Regions from separate parts of the Pan troglodytes genome. Here all the other regions are linked to region 1. A link is a contact called in public HiChIP or PLAC-seq data. All regions are on one chromosome and are shown on one strand. The core of a region is the stretch at or near the end of the contact, and the rest is flanking DNA. Distances in the headings are between cores, read along the strand shown. Region 1 holds the start of STON2 (stonin 2). Region 2 holds the start of GTF2A1 (general transcription factor IIA subunit 1). Region 3 overlaps STON2 (stonin 2).

Evidence for each region. HiChIP or PLAC-seq counts read pairs in DNA pulled down with a chosen protein or histone mark.
Region 2: an H3K4me3 HiChIP or PLAC-seq map of stem cell-derived excitatory neurons shows a contact between it and region 1, with 5 times the contacts expected there. The contact joins the promoter of GTF2A1 here to the promoter of STON2 in region 1. A contact is called at or near these places in 1 of 7 Hi-C or Micro-C datasets (stem cell-derived neural progenitor cells) and 1 of 1 datasets of contacts at active chromatin or transcription factors (stem cell-derived excitatory neurons).
Region 3: a contact with region 1 is called in an H3K4me3 HiChIP or PLAC-seq map of stem cell-derived excitatory neurons, with 13 times the contacts expected there. The contact joins the enhancer-like site here to the promoter of STON2 in region 1. A contact is called at or near these places in 5 of 7 Hi-C or Micro-C datasets (blood, induced pluripotent stem cells, a lymphoblastoid cell line and 1 more), 1 of 1 datasets of contacts at active chromatin or transcription factors (stem cell-derived excitatory neurons) and 1 of 1 other capture datasets (stem cell-derived neural stem cells).

The regions. Positions count from the first base shown.
Region 1 is chr15:79,412,608-79,415,388 of NHGRI_mPanTro3-v2.0_pri, forward strand. STON2 (stonin 2) reads right to left here and starts at 1,416. Exons shown (of 8, transcript XM_054666199.2): 1 at 1,227-1,416.
Region 2 is chr15:79,196,761-79,199,541 of NHGRI_mPanTro3-v2.0_pri, forward strand. GTF2A1 (general transcription factor IIA subunit 1) reads right to left here and starts at 1,373. Exons shown (of 9, transcript XM_024348825.3): 1 at 1,131-1,373.
Region 3 is chr15:79,252,314-79,255,094 of NHGRI_mPanTro3-v2.0_pri, forward strand. It overlaps STON2 (stonin 2), which reads right to left. Exons shown (of 8, transcript XM_054666199.2): 6 at 1,756-2,781. Among named protein-coding and RNA genes, the nearest start is that of GTF2A1, 56 kb to the left of the region's middle. Within about 2 kb of position 1,363, at least 5 of the 24 cell types and tissues checked have an H3K27ac peak or open chromatin away from gene starts, as enhancers often do. A contact at or near this core is called in stem cell-derived excitatory neurons and stem cell-derived neural stem cells, where this site is marked.

The DNA of each region.
Region 1 (2,781 bases), core at 166-2,665:
TGATATTATTTTCACACAATATTCATACCAATTTTTTCAAAGGTCACAAAGCTTTTCTCAGTTACTAGTTGGAATGCATTTATCTCTCTCACCATTCCAATGGATCGGTTTTTTACCGCCCCCCAAAAGGACATGCTACCTTTAAAGATACCATCAGTCTCATTAATAATAGCATTTTTTTCCTTTCAAGTGTAGAAAGCTGTTCAGAGCTGCAAATGGTTGCTAGGCCAGTTTGGACACGTCTGATTTACTCTTTAAAAGCCCATCCACTCCGTATAATAAATAATAAGAGCCGGTATTTATTGAGTGCTTAACGCTGTGCTGGGTGTTTTTCAGGCATTGGCTCATATAATCCTCAAAACAACGCTATCAGACCGGTGCAATCATTATCGCCACCTTACAGATCAGGAGAGGGAGGCACAGAGAGTAAGAAGGACCTGCCCAAGGGGGAAACGGGGAGCGTCGGGAGAGGCGGGGAGGCAGGCAGAGGCCAGGAGCTGCACAAAAGCACAGTTAATGATTCACTCACAGCCCTCAGGCAGCTCCTTCCAGTAGGGGTTGCACCAGAACACACGGACGCGCACACACACGCACGAATGCACACACACGCACACGCGCGCGCACACACGCACTCTCATCTTCAACTCTTCATCCCAGCGAGAGGCGGGTGTCAGGCAAATTGCTTGGCAACGCGCAGAGAAAACTCCATCCAAGCCCCACGTCCAGGCCGCCTCTGGGCGCTGTCCAGCGGGCAGAGCGCCTGAGGCCAAGCTGGGGTCCTGCCTCCCGACACCCCGAAGACGGGGCGCGGCGCCAACCCGGGGTTTCAGGCGAGGGGAGTGTAGGGGAAGCACCGTCCCCAGGGACACCTGTTGTCGCCTCCCCACTCGGGCCGATGAAGACATCCTGGGCGTCCCAATCTCGAAGACACCCGTCGGCCAGAAGTGTCTGTGTATGGGGCCAGGGGTCGCATGATTCCTCCTCCACCCCCACCTGCCTTAAGCAGAGTCCCCTCGTCCTCTCCCACCCCGGGACGCCCGCGGCTGGTGGAAACGCCGCGCCTCCGCGTGGCTCGACCAGGCAGGCTCGGGGGCGCCAGGGGGCACCGCGGCGCTAGGACCTCGCGGCCGGCCCGCCCCCCGCCCCCCGCCCCCCGCCCGCTCCACCTGCGGGGCCCCTCTTGGGGGGCGCGCTCGCCTCCTGCTGCGGGGCGTGGGTGCAGTTACCTGCGCCGCGGTCCGCAGGGTCCCCGGCGTCCGCCGAAAGGTCGCCGCGGCAAAACCGGCTTCTCTGGCCGCGGGATACCCACCCGGCCGCGCTGCTCTCGCCACGCTCCCTCCCGGCCGCAGCGCGGACGCCGGCTCCAGACTCTCGGGCTCGCTCTGCGCCCGGCGCCGCTCCCGCCGCTCCTGATTGGCCGCGGCGCGCTCCCGAGCCGCGCCATGATTGGGCAGCCGGGGAGCCGGGGCGGGGGGACTGGCCGGGCGCCGCCGGGATCTGCTGGCCAAGCGTCCCGCGCCGCAGACTCCCTTTCCCGCGGCTCCCGGGGCCCCAACCAGACCCCGAACCTGGGATCCTTCCCCTCTGCGCCTAGTGGGGCCGGCCGTCCAGGCACGAGGCAACACGGAAAGCATCGATCGAGCGACATGGAAATGGCGTGGAATGGGGAGCGCGTGGGAGTCCCACCCGCTCCGCCTGCGGGCTGGTAGTTGAGACCTCCTAGGAGCGGGAATCATTGCTCAACCAGCCTCACTCCTGTACGTTCATTTATTGATACTTTTGACTCTACAAAGGGCGTAGGCTCAGGACAGTGGCTTGTAAACAGCGGGCGCCAAATAGTTCTGTGGACTCATATCGGACTCTACACACAACCTCTCAGTGGTCCTACCTGAGCTCTCAAAGGGAGAGCAACTTGTTTAAGGTCTTAATCACGCCAACAAATTATTAAAAACACCGTGCTAGGTGTTTAGGGGGAAAAAAGATAAAAATGGTGAGATCTTCGATTACAGGGAAGTTCATACCTAGCTAGAGAGATGAGGCTGGATAATGATAATGACCCTAACGTTTTTATGGTGCATATTATTTACTAGGCACTATTCCAAACGCTTTACATTTATTAATTCAGAAATACAGAAAGAGGCTGTCATAAGAACATCCATATGCCCCGTGAACATGTGGACAAGTGACACCAGTTTTTAGTCTGGAGAGATTTTCATTGAAAGACACACCAGCAGTCACTCCACACTGTGGAGGAGAGGCACTGGTTAGAAGCGAGGGCGTACAGGGAATTGAAATTGTTCTGTCCTCCGTCTCTTCTCCCACCTGCCCTGAATCTTTCTAAGGAATAAAAACAAACCATAAATCTGGGTGCCACCAGACCTTTGTTCTGCTACTCATAAAACACCCTCTCTAAACACCCAGATAGGAAATGAGTAGAAGTAAGTAACACAACTTACATTGTAGGACCTTTGGCTTGGTGGCACTACCTTGAAAGCAAGTATGTAGACATTTTTCTATAGACATTTCCCCCTTGTTTATTCTCCTATGTTGACAGAACGCCTTGAGTGAGAAATTTGGCTTAGGAGAGAAGTAAAGACTCAAGGCTTTAACAGTTTCACCCACTCTGAACAGTCTTGACCCTTACCTTAGGGTGAGCTTACAGTCATTTACTTTGAGGAGCCCAAGACCCCAAGAGGAAATTACCTCTGTTTTCTCCAGTTTATATCAATGGACAAACACTTGATTCACTTCAATTTTTTTTTTTTTTTTTTTTTAGCCGGA
Region 2 (2,781 bases), core at 123-2,622, 220 kb before region 1:
ATTAATCTTCCACTGCATTAAAGTGGATCACGATGGGTCTCGGGGGTTCGCCCGATTCCCCAGACACGGTTTTTGTTCTGTAGCCACTCGGGGAACCCTCGTCAAGCCAGCGCGGACGGGCCCCTCGGGGGGAAGCGGCGGCTCCCCTCCCGCCCTCCCTCCCGGCGGCCGGGTTCTGGGGCCGGGGCTGCGCGTCCGACCGGGCCCAACCGCCTCCGCGGCCCGGCCCGGCCCGCGGCGGCCCCAGGCCCCGCCGGCGCCCCCGCCCTCCCCGCGCCGCGAGCCCTCGGCGCCCCCCCGCGCCCGCCGCCCGGCGCTCCGGCCCGATCCGCCCGAGGCGGGAAGCGGCGGCGGCGGCGGCCGCGCGGGCGGCTGAAGAGTCGAGGCCGGGAGTCGCCGCCGTCCCCGCCCCCGCCCGGTCCGGCCGTTGCTGCAGCCTGAACGAAGCCCCCGCCGGCCACCGAACCACGTCCTTACCACGGTGTTTGTATTTGCCGAGTTCGCCATTTCCACACACAACACAAACAAGAGGGGGCAACCTCAAGAAAACAAGATAAAAACAAAACAAACAAACAAAAAAAACTGTAACACCCGGAGGGTGACCCAAATCACCGCAAGATTGGGGAAAAAATTTTAAACAAAATCAATCCTGAAGGAGTAGGGGAGAGCGGAGAGAGGAGGAGGAGGGGGGCACTCCTCCCGCAGCTGAAAACCTCGAGAATCGCCTTAAAAAAAAAAAAAAAAGCCACGACCCTTCAGGGGTCCGGGGGGCGTTGCCCGCTCCCCACCCCGCGCCAAGGAGGGAAACCACCACCGGCCGCCGCTCCCTGCGCCGCCGCTGCCGCCACCGGCTGCAGCTCCAGCCGTCCGGTCCGCCCGCTTCTCTCCTTTATATAGCGAGCCAACAAGCTGCGCGAGCCACCGCCGCCGCCGCCGAGAGACAGGGTGAAGGGGGAGGGAAGGGCGGAAAGGGCGGGGGCAGAGGTGGGCGGGGCTGAGCGCGAGACACCGCGAGAGCCGCGTGCGCAGGCGCGCCGGGGCGGAGGCCGCCGGCGAGCCGCGTTGTCACGCGCCGTGGCGGGTGCTGGACTGGCGGAGCCCGGGGAGTGAAGTAGTGAAATCGGACCTACGCCTCTCCAACGCTCGCGTGATCACGTGGTTGGCACCCAGGCGGAAGTCTGCGGCAGTTCTTTGCGGTGAAGAACTTGCAAAGCGTTGCTGGAAAAGACGGGAGTTCTACTGACACTCCAGTCCAAAGTTAGGTGGGACCGCCTCCTGTCGCACGTTTCCGCCTGGTCCCGCGCTTTAGGAGCTAGGAAATGTGACAGAGGCGGTGCCTACTGCCTCGCTAGGAATGGCCGCGGAGGAGGACTGGTCACGTGGCGTGGCTTCCGGCCTCTGGCGCGTTCCTATTCGGGAAGGTTTTAAATGCGGAGTCATCTCTTGATTTGTCAGCGAGGCTTTGACTGTGAGCTTCGCGGCGTTCGCGCCTCACCGCCTCACCGCCTCACCGAGGGTGGGTCTTTCGCGCGCAGAATTGTGTAGGATTTCCCAAAGGGAGTAAAAGCCGATCGGGGCCTACTTTTAACATTCCAGAATTAGTAACCTCTGATTGGTTTGTTTCCACACTGGGTACGCTGCGAAGACTAGGCTTATGTTACCCAGAGGTTAGTCCTCTACTAGGCCACGTACTTTAAATAATTTATCACGCTAGTGGAAATGCGGGCCGGAAGAAAACCCCACCAGCCTTTGGATTGTAACAGCACAGTAACTTTCCCTGGTTTTAAAAAATATTGCCAAAATACTGCGACTCCATGTGGCCAACGTATAGTGACTGATCACTTTGAAATGCATGCCCTTGACCCACCAACTCGCATGGCCTCTCGCTATAAGAGAGCAAGCCGGCTGTGTTCCATGTTCAATTCAATAAGTGCAATTCAATAAGCTTTTGACTTGTTCTGCCCAAGCAAATCCTGCCTTTATATCGACCTTGCAAGCAGAACAGAGAATGCTGTTTGGAAGGCAGAATTCATAGTACCTAATTTTCTTGTCCCTGGGAATTTTGAGGGACTTGAAATGTCGCGTGGATGAGTGAGGGAGTTTGTCTTCCAGAGACAAAGCAAAACGAAATGTCAAAGTTCTGTGCTGGTGAAACCAGATTTGAAGAATATCAAAGGCGTCTTACCAAAGAGGAAAAAAAATGCATCCTGCCAAGACTTGAAGAAAGGGATTAGAGAAACCAGAGGCCTTGAATACTCAGAAAATGGGAGATTGTGAATGGGTGTAGAGGATATCTATGAACCTTGACATTTCTTTTCACGCCAAGTCCATTCCCCTGTTAACAGTTGCTTCCCAGTTTCCTGCACAGCTGCATGGTCTGGGACACTTAAAGAAAAAAATCACAGGAAATCAGTGTTCTTGGTATATTATATAAAGTTATGATTCTATCAACATTTGTAATTCATTTAATATTCAGGTGACAGCCCGAAAATTTACACTAAACAATACCATTCCTGTTAAGTTTTACTACATATTGAGAGGACTTCTTGTTACCTCCCTATTACATACTCCCAAACGCTTTGCACATGGAATCCCTCACCTTCCACCTAGTTTTCCTCCCTACTATTGGTATTCTTGACTAAATGGTTGAGTAGTTTCGCCATCAGTTAAAGTTAAAACCACTGCAGACAGGACAGGGAAGAGAAGCTACGAGGTTTGCTCTTCACAGAATTAATCTGTGAAATAATGGATTGTAGTTACTGGATTAAAATGGCAGAAAAC
Region 3 (2,781 bases), core at 113-2,612, 160 kb before region 1:
TAATAATAAACCTTCATGCAGTACTTTTAAATGTTTGGGAGAAATCACTTTGAAACAAATAGATACGTTTGTACATACTGGAAAAACTGCAAATATCTGTTCTTCTGGTGGAAATTATTTCAATATTTGTGTCTATTTGGCTTCATCTACCAGGAGGCACCAGTGATATATTAAGAAAAGGACCCTGGATGTGACTGCATGACTCTCTAGATACGTCACATCACCTTCCCGACCTTAATTTTCTCATCTATAAATAACTTGACTAAGTTATTCAAGGTCCCTTCCAGCTTGAAAATCCGGTAATTCCATGGTTGTCTCTTTCCAAGGGCTTCCGTGTCAAAGGAGAGTTCAGGGTTTTCTCTCTTCCTCTGTCAATTCAGAGGGGCCCCGTGGATAAGGCAGAAGTTACAGTGCTACCACCAGCAGAAGACAGTGCTGATTTCAGGGGAAATGAATAAGCAGGCACAGAGAGGAACACTTGGTTTTAAAAATTCTGTCAGTTTAGAAGTAGGGAGTAGCAAATCCAGCCTCAAACACAGAGGTCCAATTGTCTCTTCAGTTTGCACAGCTACACCCAGTGTCTGATACAGAATGCCCTGGTGTGTGTCCACTCCCTGGATTGCCTGGGGAGCTGGCCCGATTATATTGCCGTCTGCCGTCACATTGCATTACACTTAGGATATAATAATACAGACACTCCACACTCAGAGCGGGAGAGGAAGACTCTTAACACACTGCTACGATTTATAGTGAGAATCTAAGAAAGGATAGCCACATAAGAGAAAGCCATTTCAATCAAGAGTTTTTCCAAACCTCATCCTTTTTGCTCAGCTAGCGTATCCACTTTTGTTAACAGATGGGCAAAATGTATTCTAAACAAGAAAAGAAGGGGTTTAAAGGCTTACAAGATCATGGGCTTGCTGCCTACCATTGGGGTCACCCAGACATACTCTAAGAAATATGTGTATTAGTGCTGGTTTGACTGCTCCCTCATTTTGTCATTTCACTAAATCTCACGGGACCCACAGGGGAAGTAATTGCCTTCTGGACTCACTCAAGCACAAAAGCATCCCTGATAGCTGCGAGCAGCCCAGCTAGGGCTGGTAAGCATTTTTTTGTTTGTCTAAATAAAACATTATTTTCTTTATATTTTGTCTGCTAGACTTCTGGCCCTTTTAGAAATTCATGTCCTAGCTGGATCTTCAGTCTGATTGAAGGCCACTTTTCTTTCCCATCCCCCAGTCCCAGAGCCAAAGTCTGAATGTGAGATATTATGACTAACAGACCCTGCACAGGGTAGCTGGAGTCATAAAATTAACCTCTCAGTGTATTGTCCATGATTGGCCATAAACTGGCCCTTTTACCTACATCGAGGGCAGTGTGAGAAAGATGTCTCTTCAGAAGCCATCTAGAAATGAATCACTTCCAGCACCACAGCTAATACGTTAATGAGTCCCCAAAGAATATAAATTCAGAAGCTGCCCTGAAAAGCTGCTTAGCAGCTCAGCTGAGAAGAATAATCCCTAGTTTTACGGAAGATGTGTGATAATGAGAGGGTGAAAAGACAGAGTGAACTGGGTCACTATACGCATTACTTACCTTGCTCAATTATTTTTACTTTTCTGGTCCCACTCCCCCTCCATCACCACTCCCATCACACAGCAAAAACAAGCACTTCATACAGGATGTGGAACTTTGATCTCAGCTTTTTCACAACTGTATGTTTGTTTTCACAGAAGAAGAACCACCACCCACCTGAGTTTTTGTCGGGCAGTCGGTTTATCCTCCACACAATGGAGCTGAAGGCATGCTCGTACTTGGCAGTTCCCAGAGTTACTCTCATGACAGGCTCAGAGCCAGAAACACTAGTGGAGCCAAAACTTGCCCCCCGGTTCACTTTGGCTTTCAAAGACTTTTCCCCCAGGACACTTTCCCTGCGGAAGTTTTTCACCCACTCACTGGGCACAGGGTAACGGATCATCACATTCTCACAGGGAACCTGAGTGAGGGGGTCACGATTGGCGGAGAAGCCAGTTGACATCCTCAGCCAGCTCTGCACCTCCACCTCTGCCCCATTGACACTTGCGGCCGTCCTGAGTGTGAAAGGCAAGGTCTTCTCAGCAAACACTGTCCTGAACCGCATTAGCTCAAACCGGCACGCATCCAAAGGGTTGAACAGAATGACCCGTGAGTTGTGGAAAACATCCTCATCCACACACCCATGGAAACGGCACTCATGGAGCTTGATCCACTTTGTGGTGGTGGTGGGCATGATGTCCTGCCTCAAAACTATTTCATTCCCTTTGACGAGGATGTCATTGAGGCCCAGGCGGCACTCTGCGAGCCCAGACAGGAAACTCAGGATGTGGATCCGTGTCAAGACATGGTGCTGGAGAATCTGGTTGTCTCCTTTGCTCATAATGCCAGAGAATTCATCTCTGACATCCACTGTAATCTCCTCTTCAAGGTAGTTGAGGCCAACTGTGCTCAAGTCCATTGACAACACTGGCAGATCCATGAGACGGTCCTGAACTGCATGGATGAAACTCAGGAAGTCATCGTAATTGGTGGTGCCCAGCTTAATCACCTGTTCCCTCTCTGCTGTGTGGGCCACAGCAGGTTTGGGCTGGTATTTCTTCTTCTCTTTATAGGTGACACGGTCTATCCGCAAGCTGTGGATTCTGCCATTCTCATCATAGTTTTGAAGCCGGGGTTCTGAAATCTCATGACAGATCTCCAGCTTGAACTCACGGAATGGTTTTTCTAGGCCCTGCTCATAAT